2 separate regions of the Macaca mulatta genome follow, and region 1 is linked to region 2. A link is a contact called in public Hi-C data. All regions are on one chromosome and are shown on one strand. The core of a region is the stretch at or near the end of the contact, and the rest is flanking DNA. Distances in the headings are between cores, read along the strand shown. Region 1 holds the start of RBM22 (RNA binding motif protein 22). Region 2 holds the start of RPS14 (ribosomal protein S14).

Evidence for each region. A called contact is a pair of places that touch in the nucleus more often than the background predicts.
Region 1: a contact with region 2 is called in a Hi-C map of fetal cortical plate, with 2.2 times the contacts expected there. The contact joins the promoter of RBM22 here to the promoter of RPS14 in region 2. A contact is called at or near these places in 3 of 14 Hi-C or Micro-C datasets (blood, fetal cortex germinal zone and fetal cortical plate).

Annotation. Positions count from the first base shown.
Region 1 is chr6:159,662,519-159,669,571 of T2T-MMU8v2.0, forward strand. It overlaps RBM22 (RNA binding motif protein 22), which reads right to left and starts at 5,527. Exons shown (of 11, transcript NM_001257496.1): 1 at 5,388-5,527; 2 at 4,899-4,952; 3 at 3,691-3,720; 4 at 2,951-3,083; 5 at 917-1,017; 6 at 659-831. The coding sequence starts at 5,441.
Region 2 is chr6:159,410,516-159,416,919 of T2T-MMU8v2.0, forward strand. RPS14 (ribosomal protein S14) reads right to left here and starts at 1,881. Exons shown (of 5, transcript NM_001266916.1): 1 at 1,675-1,881.

The sequences.
Region 1 (7,053 bases), core at 4,277-6,776, 260 kb after region 2:
AGAGATTTACTGTATGACAAAAGGAATTCCTAGCCTCCTAAAAGCCATTAGGCCATCTAGGATGCCAAACTTTCCTTATAAATAAAAACTCTTGACATGATCCGCCCCCTCCTGCCCCCTAGAAAGGGACACATGATTACCCCTCTCTAGGTCAATGATTCTTAACACATTTGGGGTATTGTATTCCACTGAGAATCTGATTAAAGCTATGGACCTAGCTCCAGAGAAAGCACATATATTATTTTTTAGGGGGTAGGGTTAACTAATCCCAAATTTAAGAACTCCTAATACAGATGCTTGGCAGTCTTAACCAAAACATACACACCCTTTAGTAGTCTGACCTTACTTTGACTTCAACTATACATTGAGAGTCAAGTGTTTAAATCATGGCAGTGAAGATGTACTTCTCAGGTAGAAATGTTTAAGGCCAGCATCCATATTGTATGGCATAGCAATTTAGTTTCCAAGGCTCAATTGTAAGTAAAAACTACAATTTATTCATGCTCTTCTAAATTTCATAGTTCTAAGACATCAGATACACCACATTGGTTGTATGACCTTTAGATTTTAAAGCAGAAACAGTTTAAGCTAGCACCTCCCATTTCTTAGATGAGAAATCATCTGAAAGCAAATACTGAAAATGAGGCTCGGCTCTTGCCTGTATGGACATTCCTCTCCTCTCTTACACTCTCCTTTCACCCAGAAGGAGCAAATGTGGGGTCGATTCCTTTTGTAGTAGGGTGTGGTCCGGGCCAGTTTGAGCAGCATGTCACTGGTAGATGTGGCTTTCCCCAGCATGCCAACTGGTCGTGTTCCATCAGAGTTAGAAATCTAAGTGAGGATGACAAATTCAAAAGATAAATTATACAGACTGTGTCAATTCATTAGGATTTTTACCCAAAAAGTGGCAGCATACCTCTCTCTCCATATTCTGTGTATAGTACTCTTTGTTGACATCTGACTTTGGCATGTCATCTTTAAAAGATAATCCTGCGTCACGAACCTGGATGGGCAGGCCTGGTACAAAAAAAGAGGAGAGAGACCTCAGATGTATTTTAAAACATATCCATACTAACCATGCACACAGAATACATCACCTTTCCCTTCCCCTCCTTCCTATTTAGTACCAGAGACCTTACTATGTTTCTATTCAAACTCTTTAGCACCATCAGGTTACTTCTGCTACACAGCATGCTAAGAAATTGTCCAAATTCCTGAGCTGTCAGGAAATTTGATGAAATCAATGTTTTAGAAAACCTTTTAGGCTGGGTGTGGTGGCTCAGGCCTGTAATACTAGCACTCTGGAAGGCTGGGGCTGACGAACAGCTTGAGTCCAGGAGTTCAAGACCAGTCTGGTCAACATAGTGAAGCCCCATTTCTACAAAAAATACAAAAATTAGCTGGGTGTGGTGGTGTGCACCTGTAGTCCTAGCTACTCAGGAGGCTGAGGTGGATCACCTGAACTTGGAAAGGTTAAGACTGCAGTGAGCTGTGATCATGCCACTGCACTCCAGCCTGGGCAACAGTGAGACCCTGTCTCAAAAACAAAAACAAAAAAATTATAAAAGAAAATTTTTAGATGAATAAACTGTGCCCATGGTCATATTCAACTTGTAAATTAGTAACGCACCTACTTTTTATTACAACATGATTTACCTAAAGTAAATGTAAAAGTGGTTTCTTTGGTTAGTCCTACAGATCATCTGGATAGTCACAGTCATGTAAGGGTCACTGTACTCCAGGACCAGACACCTCCTTAACAAACATATAAATAATATTACATAAAATGTGGCCAGAACTCTAACTAGAAGAGTAACTCTAATGAACTTAACATACATAAACTCATATATATTTTCCCTTTCCTTTAATAGTAGAAACTCTTGTTGAAAAATTATCTTTCTGAAAAACAGTCACCTACTGTTTAGAAAAAAAAAATACTCCCAAAAGCAGTTACTCTGAAACAGTAGCAATGTATCAGTTCTCACAACACAATTGAGACAAAAGTCTAAAGCACAATTAGGCTGGCTGTGGTGGCTCTGGGAGGCCAAGGTGGGAGGACTGCTTGAGGCCAGGAGTTCAAAACCAGCCTGGGCAAAATAGTGACACACACACACACACACACGTGCACTGGGTGTGGTGGTATACCAGGAGGCAGAGGCAGAGGCATACCAGGAGGCAGAAGGCGTGAGCCCAGGAGTTCAAAGTTGTAGTGAGCTGTGATCACACCACTGTACTCTAGCCTGGGTGACAAAGTGAGACCCCAACTCAAAAAATAAAATAAAATAAAGCACAATTACCCTGTGAGCTTCTGGTTGGCATGGTGGAAAAAAGCTCTGGATCAAGAAAGAAGCCTAAGGCAAATAAATTATCTGTCATAGGATCAATGCCTTTTACCTCACTTGGGCTGCAGAGATAAAGGTTTAGGCCACTTTTTTTTTTTTTTTTGAGACGGAGTCTTGCTCTGTCACCCAGGCTGGGGTGCAGTGGCCGGATCTCAGCTTACTGCAAGCTCCGCCTCCCAGGTTTACGCCATTCTCCTGCCTTAGCCTCCCGAGTAGCTGGGACTACAGGCGCCCGCCACCTCGCCCTGCTAGTTTTTTGTATTTTTTAGTAGAGATGGGGCTTCACCGTGTTAGCCAGGATGGTTTCGATCTCCTGACCTCGCGATCCGCCCGTCTCGGCCTCCCAAAGTGCTGGGATTACAGGCTTGAGCCACCGCGCCCAGCCTAGGCCACTTTTGATTAATTCCCAAATTTTCCTTAAGTTCCTACTATTGTTCAGGACTCTAGAACAGACTAATTATGGTTCTTTTCCTGGGAAAAGCAGACCACAGCAGACATTCCGAAGTGAAATCAGAACCAGAGCTAGGGTGAGAAGTGGGAGACAAAAGACTGGCTTGTAGTTTTAGGCACCTGCACACTTTCAGATCTATTGGACAGGTCAAGCATACCATACTCTAGGTCTAAGAGGCAGGTCTGACAGACATTCTTCAATTTACTGCAGGTTTGGCACACTTCAGTCTTCTTGAAACGCATGCGGACTCCAGGGCACCAGCGAAACACGGTGAATGGCCTGGCACAGATCTGGAACACAAAACAAGAGCCACAGAATGTTAATGGCCCTGATCTGGGCAATCTGGAGCTCTGATAACAATGGGGCATTCAAAAAAGGATCCCTGAATGTAGGGTTTAGAAGAGACCTTAGCAACCATCTAGTTGATTTGATGTTTCAATACAATTTTCAGCATCCTTCTCCAGCAAAAATTCAGAGTACAGAAATGAAATAGCCAAAAGGTCAAAGTTCTTCCCATCCTAGAGGTAAGCACCAATAATAATCTGAACCTTAATCTTTTTTAGGGGGAGTGGGGAGTGTCATAAAATTTTTTGAGAATCTTCTGACAGGGATGACCTTCCTCCTCAGCTAAAATGCTCATGTGGACAGTCATATACCACCTGGTATACAAACTCCTTCAGTGCCCATCCACTGACATTAGAATCTCTACATCAGAGGGTTCATTTTCTTACCTCCCACATAAATAGTTGCCAGCCAATGAATATATCAGTAATACATAAAAAGTTGTATGGCACTGATTTTTACTGGAAGACCTCAAAACTTAGTAAGCTGAAGGCTAATTTGGTAGAGAAAAGAAAAATGAAACAGAAATCATTACTCTTTAACAGACATACTTACTTTGCATTCCTTCCCATACTTTTCTTTGGTCTATAATAGAAAAAAAATAGAAAAGAACTGGAGTTACAGAAAGAAAAAAGCCAGGTGTTTACTATTTCCTTAAACATAACCCAAGAAATGTGTCTGGAAATCCCTGGCATCCTAGAGAGAGAGAAAAACAACAACAACAACAAAAACCAAAACCCAAACTTTTTTGGGAAGAGGGTAGGAAACATACTATAACAACATATTGTAAGTTATAACATCTCAAGAGTATACGGATCTGGGCCAGGTGGCAGCGGCTCACGCCTGTAATCCCAACACTTTGAGAGGCCAAGGTGGAAGGATCGCTTGAGCCCAGGAGTTCCAGACCAGCCTGGGCAACATAGCAAGACGCTGTCTCTACAGGAAAAAAAAAAATAGAGTATATGCATCTAATACTAGGTAACTGAGTGTCTTTCCACAGCCACAACTCCTAGGTTCATTTTTGGCTCCCAAGTTCACTCCCAAGAACTAACATTCCTAATGGTTTCCACAATCCCTAAATCAGAGAGGATACAGCTATGGCCCGCCCACTTTACAAAGTTTAGTCAAAAGGTAGCTACTGTAGACTTGACCTGTGCCAATGCCCGGAATATAGTAAATGTTCTGTTTAAACAGAACTATTCAAACATCTTGAACCATTCAAACATCTTGAACATACTAATATATCAACATCTCTACGACTACACAATAATACAGCCCTAACCTAATTATTGTTAACTGGTTCTAATTTTACCCTTGTTTATAAGAAACGGGGAATGCTTAAAGAGATAAAGTACACTGGCCAAAAGGCATTTGACCAGGAGTCAGGAAACCTAGTTTTTAGTTCTGGTTCTCCTCCTATCATGCTGACATTCCTACAGCCAGAATATCTGAACTTGAATCCCAGCTCCATTCATTACTATTGTATGAAAAGACACAAACGCTCTCACCTTCTGGCCAACAGACCTATTTCCTGGGTAAATGCTCAACAAATACTAGCTATCATGATTACCCCTACATCACAGGAGTGTTACCGGATTCGTAAGTAAGAGAATACACATGACAGTTCTTTGCAAGTCGTCCAGCACTTTGGGTTAGTAAAACAGCATCATTTTTTCTGCTTGTCTAAGAGAAACACTTCACAGTGTGCAAGTACCACAACACTGACAGGACATGAATAACTCGTTTCACACGCGATCACTCACCATTCGGATATATGGGTTTTCTCCAAGACATGTCTGGCACAGAATGGGGAAGTCCTGGTGAAAATGGGAAATCTGGTTGAGGACCACCTTCCGAAGACCCTGACACCTCAGTGACACTTGGGGCGGCGAGGGGGCGGGAAGCCAGGGTGGGGAACAAGGTACGGCAGGAACCCGAAGTCCATCACGACCCGATCGCGGGAGGGGGCGCTGTCTGCACTTCCGGCAGGCGGCGGGAGAAAAGAAAACCAGCTCGAATAGGCTGGAGGGGGCAGGGATGGAAAGGGCGCTGGTCCCGGGACCCTGGCTAAGCCCCCGCCCTTCAAGCCCGCAAGAGGATCGCCCTCCGGCCTCCTGCTCCGGCCAAAGCTAGGCCACCGCCTTGGCTCCTCCCCGGAATTCCTTCGGCCGCGCCGCAGGCCTTGTCCTGCGAGCTTGCAAGGTGCGCGGCTTCGCCTCCTCCTTCCATCCTCCTCCGGCAGGAACACTCACCGCATCCTCCCAGTTCTGCCTGTTGTAGGTGTTGGAACCCAGAGAGGTCGCCATCTTGAGAGCGTCCGGAGGCAGCTGTAGCTTCCGAGTTGGGAGAGAGGACCGCCACAATCCCGTCAAGCCCCGAGGCTAGCGCCGGGCTAGTCGGCGTCTTAATTACGCGTCCAGTGCCTCTTCCGGGGCGGAGCCTTTGCGTCATGACGTCGCCCGCTCTTGGAATTTCTAAGCTTAACAATCCGGGTCCTGTTATATTGTACCTGGATGCTTCCTTTGAGTTTTTGCCTGCTTGGAAAGAAGGGCCACACGTGCAGCTGATTTATTTAAAAATTGGGCGAAAGAATAAAGTAAGACGTAATACATAAGAGGCTGGGATTAAAACAGCGTTCCCTACCATTGAGGCGCTTATTATGCCAAATGCTGGGCGAACGTCTTGTGGTTCCAGTGTCTCATTTGTTCTCATAACTTCTCTGTAGGGCTGTCAGATTCTTATTCATTCTCTCTCTCTCTCTCTCTCTCTCTCTCTCTCTCTCTCTTTCTCTCTCTCTCTCATTACAGAACGTCTAAAGTTGAGTTTCAGATTAACAGCGAATCGCTTTTTAATTATAAATATATTTGGTACCTACTTGTACTAAAGTAGGATTCGTGGTTGGTCTGAAAGTCGCATCACTTAACCAATCTTCCTGTATTTTATCTGGTAACTCTACCCTGTAGGCAAGTATGATGATCCTTCTTTTATAGAAAAGAAAACAGGTTTAGAGAGATTAATCTCTCCTGATTTAGCTCCTAGTTGTGGAGCTAAAAAGTGGTGAAGCCACAAATTCAAAGACATTAGTACTGTTTCATTTCCAGCTTCTGAAATGATAAGGGCCTTATGAATAAACATATGCATTATTTGATTTTTGGAATAACTCGTAACCACTCCGCCAATATTTTATGAGTTTCAAGCCATTCTGGTACCACTTTCGTACTTAACGGGTCATCAAACTACCTAACATATTTATTTAAATCACCTCAGGAAAAAAAGGTTGATTTAAAGTATAACTTCACATAAATTTTTATCCTTTTTAGTTTTGAATTTTTTACATACATTCACTACAGTCAAATATGGAATTGTCTATCATCCCCAAAGTTCCCTTGTTTCTGTAGTTAATCCACTTATTCCCATACTCAAACCATGGCAATCACTAATTTGTGTTCTGTCCCTAGTTTTGCCTTTTCCAGAATGTCATATAAATGGAATCCTACATAGCCTTTTGGATCTGATTTTTTTCACTTAGTATTTTGAGTTGAGATTTCATCCATATTGTTACATGTATCAATAATTTCTTCTTTTGTATTACTGAGTAGAATTCCATTGTATGGATATATCATACAATTCACTTGTCAGTTGCTGGACATTTGGGTTGTTCCCAGATTTTAGTGAATATAAATAAAACCATTATAAACATTGACATACAGATCGTTGTATGGACATCGGTTTTCATTTTGCTTGTGTAAATACCTTAGAGTGAGATTATTTGTTCATATGGTAAGTATATCTTTGCCTTTATAAGAAAGTCCTTGCGTTTATCTGAGCTTCTTGGATCTGTGATTTGTTGTCTTTTATTATATTTGGAAAATTCTCAAGTATCATCTCTTCAGTCTTCTGCCTGGTTTCTACATCTGT
Region 2 (6,404 bases), core at 631-3,130:
CCCCGGCTATTAAAGAAAACCCTAAGTCTTGCTTCATGTCCCTGTCTTCTTCCATCCAGGACTCTGCTATATTCTCTCATCTCTGCCTTACTAAAAGTTCTTTCTCCTTGCACTCGGAGGGGTGTCAACTGTGGCCATATAGCAAAGTACCATGAGAAGTATTCTTTCCCCAGAAACTATCAACAGCGAAGCTCACAGCACCTACAGGATAGAAGCCTAGGGATCTAGCAGCAGATGCCTGAAGGCTGCATCCCAAAAGGCAAGAAGAAACCCAAGACCAATACCTACCCATGTACTGGTAACACCATTCCAAACACCCTTTATGGGGCGAGGGAGCTGCCTGACTCCTACATGAACTCCTCAGCTTAGAATTCAAGGGTCCCTTACCAACACAGCCCTCAAGCCTCTCATCTCCTGTTTTCCCGTGCTCCACCTGATCCCTTCAAAAGCCCAAAATGCAATTGATTTGACACCCACAACTATTTAGAACTAAATCTTTCACCAACATCAAATATCAAAGGCACTAAAATACATCCAAAAGGCAGGGAAATGGGAAAGACTCATCCCAGAAATCTGATGGGTCTCTGAGACCAAACAACTCCAACCTATTATGGCCTTATAAGTGCAATCATACTGTCACAGGATCTAAGGGAGGGAGAAACTGACAGGAGGAAGGCAGGTGAGAATGAATGAGAAAGTGGAAGACTAGGAGAAGACTGCTTCCTGCCTAAAGACCCAGGCCTTCTGAACCTCCTGGTGTTCAAAACAATTTAACATATTCAGAAGACACTAACGCCAATCGGTATCCTGCAGATGGTGAAGACAGAGTGTCGCAGCCTATGGTCACAGTAAAGACAGTGGCAAAACCAAACCTAGAAACGACGTGTCCTGACTCCCAGCCCAGCACTCTCTGCCTCCTGCCAAGGTGCCTCTACACCACAAATAACTACCCCAGTCTGTCTCAGGTGTTCCTAGACCTCTCCTGTGCCTTCCCTATATAAACTTTAGTGTGTGACCACAGTAAGTACTTCAAGTGTAAGTCTTGGGTGTACAAAGTTAGCTGTTCCTATCTTCAAATCAGGCTAATGAACACGACGAAGTGCGTTAACTATCGTAAGGAACGCGCCACAGAAGAGAAGACTAAGGTTCTACCTGGAGAAGCATAGAAAGGCTCCAGCAGATCTCAACTATGTAAGCATGAGTATGTTTCGGCATGGTGGCCATTCAGTAAATGCCAATTTGCCGTTTCTCCGTCCCTAACATCCCCTATAGTAATGAGCAGAGTGGTCATCGGGGGTATATAAATGCAGGGCAAGCACACAGCAAACATTGGTGCTGGGCCCTGAGCGCCTAGAACTTGCAACGTGCCCGACTCAGCAACGGAAAGAATTGCCCAGATTTAGAAGCATCCAATACAGGGCGAGAATTTTCCCTGCTTTCCTTCTTTGAATGATCACTACAAATCCATGGGATCGGTGCTACTGTTATTCCTATACTGCAGATGAGGAAATGAACGAGATTAGGCGCGGGCCTGCGATAATCAAGAAAAAAGTTGGCGAGATAGGGGTGGGAACCCACGTCTGTCCCGGGTTCGCTCAACTACGCTGTGCCCCTGAAACGAGGCCGTGGCCGTATTGCGGGGCCGAGGCCTTAAAAGGTTGGACCCGCACTCACCCTTACTTCGCAAGCTCCTCCCTGAAGCAAAACCGGCCTTCCGAGACCAGGCGCGAACTCAATCCCGAGTTGGCCAGGATCCAAGTGGGCCAGCCGCGCGTCTCTTGCCCGGCAGCTAGCTCAGTTCCCACGGAAAGACCCCAGTCTTTCGTTCCAAGCCCCACAGGGTCCCCTTGCTGCAGGATGCCCCCCGATTGTCGCGCCCGGGCCTCCTACCTGCACGTCGTCTCCAGACTCCAGACCGGAAAGAGAGAGTGGGAGAGGGAGGAGCGACGGGTCACTTCCGTGTCCCGGAAGTATACCTCTGAGGTCACCGGGCGAGGTCGGCTCCCGGAAGACGCCGCCATTATTGCTTCCAAAGAGTTTAAGACTCGTCATAGGGAAAGACGGTTTATTACTTAAGGGAGAGCGAAAAGAGGCAGAGTGGCTGGTTGTCGCTGCGAGCGGGTCTGCCTAAGCGACAGTACGAAACGGCTACACCCGCGGGGTGAGGTGGGCCTGTATTCCATGACGGCGGTGGCCTGGCTAGACAGACTTCCGCCCTCCTGACTCCCGCCCTGGCAGCCTGGGAGCGGCAGCGCCCCTTGTGTGGAGCAGGGGAATAACAACAACAAAACGGCATTAATTAAAGCCAGGGTGGTGCCTGCGTCTAGTCCCAGGTACTTAGGAGGCTGAGGATCGCTTGAGCCGAGTAGTTCGAGGCCAGCCTAGGCAACATAGACGGGGAAAACCACCGTGATCACGTACTTTGTCATACTATATAATGGGAAAAATAAGAATAAATTATTCAATATGTATTTACAGACCGGTCTGGGCTAAACAGTTTATATGCATTGCTTCATTTACTCCTCAAGACATTGTCACATTGTCAAATAGTTTTGATTTCCTTCTTACAGATAAAGGATGTTAACTGAGAGCACACCTTTGCAGACGGTTTGGAATTCTAGCTTCAAAGCCCATGTGTTTAATAGCTACTTCCACATAGCCCTTTAATAACTATATATATTTTAAATATTTATATATTTATGTATTTATATATATTTTTATATATGTGTATATATATAGTTATTAGAGGGCTCTGTGGAAGTAGCTATTAAATATATATGTATATTGAGACGGAACCTTGCTCTGTGGCCGAGGCTGGAATGCAGTGGCACAATCTCGGCTGACCGTGACCTCCGCCTCCCAGGTGCAAGCGATTCTCCTGCCTCAGCCTCCCGAGTAGCTGGGACTACAGGCGCGTACCACCACTCCCGGCAAAATTTTTTTTTTTATTTTTAGTAGAGACGGGGTTTTACCGTGTTGACTAGGGTGGTCTCGATTTTCTGACCTCGTGATCCACCCGCCTCGGCCTCCCAAAGTGCTGGGATTACAGGCGTGAGCCATGGTGCCCATCCTCTAATAACAACATTGAAGGACCTTGAAGGTTTGGGAGAATATGTTGGAGCTGTGGGGAAGGGCCAAGAAGTGTACCTCACAGAGCTAGGCAAGCAGTAGATACATTTTAGCTATATACTATATGTAATATTTATATGGACTATATACAGTATTTTTGGATTACATACTATATAAATATTATAGATATATTTTTTATATATTAATATATCCTGTGGCTGCAGCCTGGGTGACACAGCGAGACCCTGTCTCAAAAAAAAAAAAAAATTCACTCTGCTAAACTGAAAAACTCATCATACCTTCTTTTTTTTTGAGAGAGTCTGGCTCTTGTTGCCCAGGCTGGAGTGCAGTGATGCCATCTCGGCTTACTGCACCCTCTGCCTCCTGCGTTCAAGTGATTCTCCTGCCTCAGTCTCCCGAGTAGCTGGGATTACAGGTGTGCACCACGTCACCCGGCTAATTTTTGTATTTTTAGTCGAGACGGGGGTTCCACCATGTTGTCCAGGCTGGTCTCGAACTCCTGACCTCAGGTGATCCACCCGCCTCAGGCTCCCAAAGGGCTGGGATTACAGGCATGAGCCATTGCACCCGGCCTCAACATACCTTCTTGTTGCATTGCGTTTCTTCCATGATGAGTGACGTCAGACATCTCTTTACCGATTGTTTAACCATTTGCATCTGTTCTGTGAAATGTCTGTATTTTTTGAAGGAGAGGACTTTTTTGTTTTAAGTAATGAGCTTCCCAATATGTTAGCAGAGACTGGAGTATTGTGGAGTGAGTTCCGCTTTGGTTAAGAGTTGTATTAAACAGACCTCCAAACCTCACATGGTTTCATGGAGGGAGCAGGCCTTGATCTTTTTTTTTTTGTTTTGTTTTTTGTTTTTTTTTTTTGTTTTTTTTTTTTTTTTGAGACGGAGTCTCGCTCTGTCGCCCAGGCTGGAGTGCAGTGGCCGGATCTCAGCTCACTGCAAGCTCCGCCTCCTGGGTTCACGCCATTCTCCTGCCTCAGCCTCCCGAGTAGCTGGGACTACAGGCGCCCGCCACCTCGCCTGGCTAGTTTTTTGTATTTTTTTTAGTAGAGACGGGGTTTCACCGTGTTAGCCAGGATGGTCTCGAACTCCTGACCTCGTGATCCGCCCGTCTCGGCCTCCCAAAGTGCTGGGATTACAGGCTTGAGCCACCGCGCCCGGCCAGGCCTTGATCTTATGGCTGAAGGCAGCCCACACAATCACCTCAGGACAAATGTTTCCACAGGGAAGCCTTATCTTTATCCCAGAAACCATCAAAGTCACTGCTTTCAAACTCCACTTTATTTAATCAACATATTTATTGTTTCTGCAGTTATTAGCTGTGAGTCTTTGGGCAACATTGTAACCTCTCTGGGCTTCAGTTTTCTCATCTGTGAAATAGGGATGATAATAGTATATTTATTTTTTTATTTTTTTATTTTTTGAGACAGAGTCTCGCTCTGTTGCCTTCTCCTGCCTCAACCTCCCTAGTAGCTGGGTCTACAGGCACACACCACCACGCCTGGCTAGTTTTTTTGGTATTTTTAGTAGAGACAGGGTTTCACCATGTTGGCCAGGCTGATTTTGAACTGACCTCAGGTGATTCACCGCCCCCCTGCAGTCTTCCAAAGTGCTGAGATTACAGACGTGAACCACTGCACCCAGCCAATAATAGTACATTTTTAAATGCATATTGAAAACTGCGGGGCTCAGTGGCTCACACCTGTAATTCCAACACTGTAGGAGACTGAGGCAGGAGGATCACTTGAGCTCAGGAGTTGGAGACCAGTCTGGGCAACATGGTGAAACACCTTCTCTACAACAAATAGGAAAATTAACCAAGCATGGTGACCTGCGCCTATAATCCCAGCTACTTGGGAGGATCACCTGAGCCTGGGAGGTCAAGGCTGCAGTGAGCTGTGATCACACCACTGCACTCCAGCCTGGGCGATAGTGAGACCCAGTATATATATATATATATATATATATATATATATATATATATATTTTTTTTTTTTTTTTTTTTTTTTTTTTGAGACTGAGTCTGGCTCTGTCGCCCAGGCTGGAGTGCAGTGGCCGGATCTCAGCTCACTGCAAGCTCCGCCTCCCAGGTTTACGCCATTCTCCTGCCTCAGCCTCCCGAGTAGCTGGGACCACAGGCGCCTGCCACTTCGCCCGGCTAGTTTTTTTGTATTTTTTAGTAGAGATGGGGTTTCACCGTGTTAGCCAGGATGGTCTCGATCTCCTGACCTCGTGATCCGCCCGTCTCGGCCTCCCAAAGTGCTGGGATTACAGGCTTGAGCCACCGCGCCCGGCCTAAATATTTTTAAAATGTATACTGAAAACCTATATCTTTTGTTTTTTGAGACGGAGTCTTACTCCGTTGCCCAGGCTGGAGTGCAGTGGCACAATCTCGGCTCACCACAACCTCCGCCTCCTGGGTTCAAGCAATTCTCCTGCCTCAGCCTCCCAAGTAGCTGAGATTACAAGTGCCCTCCACCACACCCAGATAATTTTTTGTACTTTTAGTAGAGATGGGGTTTCACCATGTTGTCCAGGCTGGTCTTGAACTCCTGACCTCAGGTGATCCACCCACCTTGGCCTCCCAAAGTGCTAGGATTACAGGCATGAGCCACCACACCCAGCTGAAAACCTGTACCTTTATTGGGTGCTTACTCTTTGTCAGGCACTGAGATACAATCATGGCATTTGAACTGAGACTTGAAAGTAAAGTAGGAATTAGCTATGTGAAGGTGTAAAGAATGGTCTGGGCAGGGAGAATAGAATATGCAAAGGCCCTGAGGTGGGTAAGTGTTTGGAGAGCTCAAGGAATTAAAAAATGGCCAGTAGTACTAGGGTGTTGTGAATAAGGGAAGAGGAATGGCGGCTGGGGCTAGAGGGGCGGCCCAGCCACTTTCTGTGGGGCCTCACCTCCCTGTTGCCCTGTCTGTGTTCCCCACCCCACCGCACCCCTGCACTGTCAACACTGCCAGCACAGGGGTGTGCTTACCCTCCCCTCTCAGAGCTCACACACTCAGGGAGCACTCACAGAGCACCTAGGATGTGTCTGATGTCGTAAATACTTGGGATACATCAGTGACGAAAACAATGGTCCCTACCCTCTCAAAGTCTACATTCTGGAAGGAAGGGCAGACATAATGTCTAAGTAAGTTTTCTATTATGTTAGAAGGTGGTCAGTCCCATGGAAAGAAGATAAAAGTTGGCTAGGCATAGTGGCTCATGCCTGTAATCCCAGCACTTTGCGAGGCTGAGGTGGGCAGATCACCTGAGGTCAGGAGTTTGAGACCAACCTGGCCAACATGGTG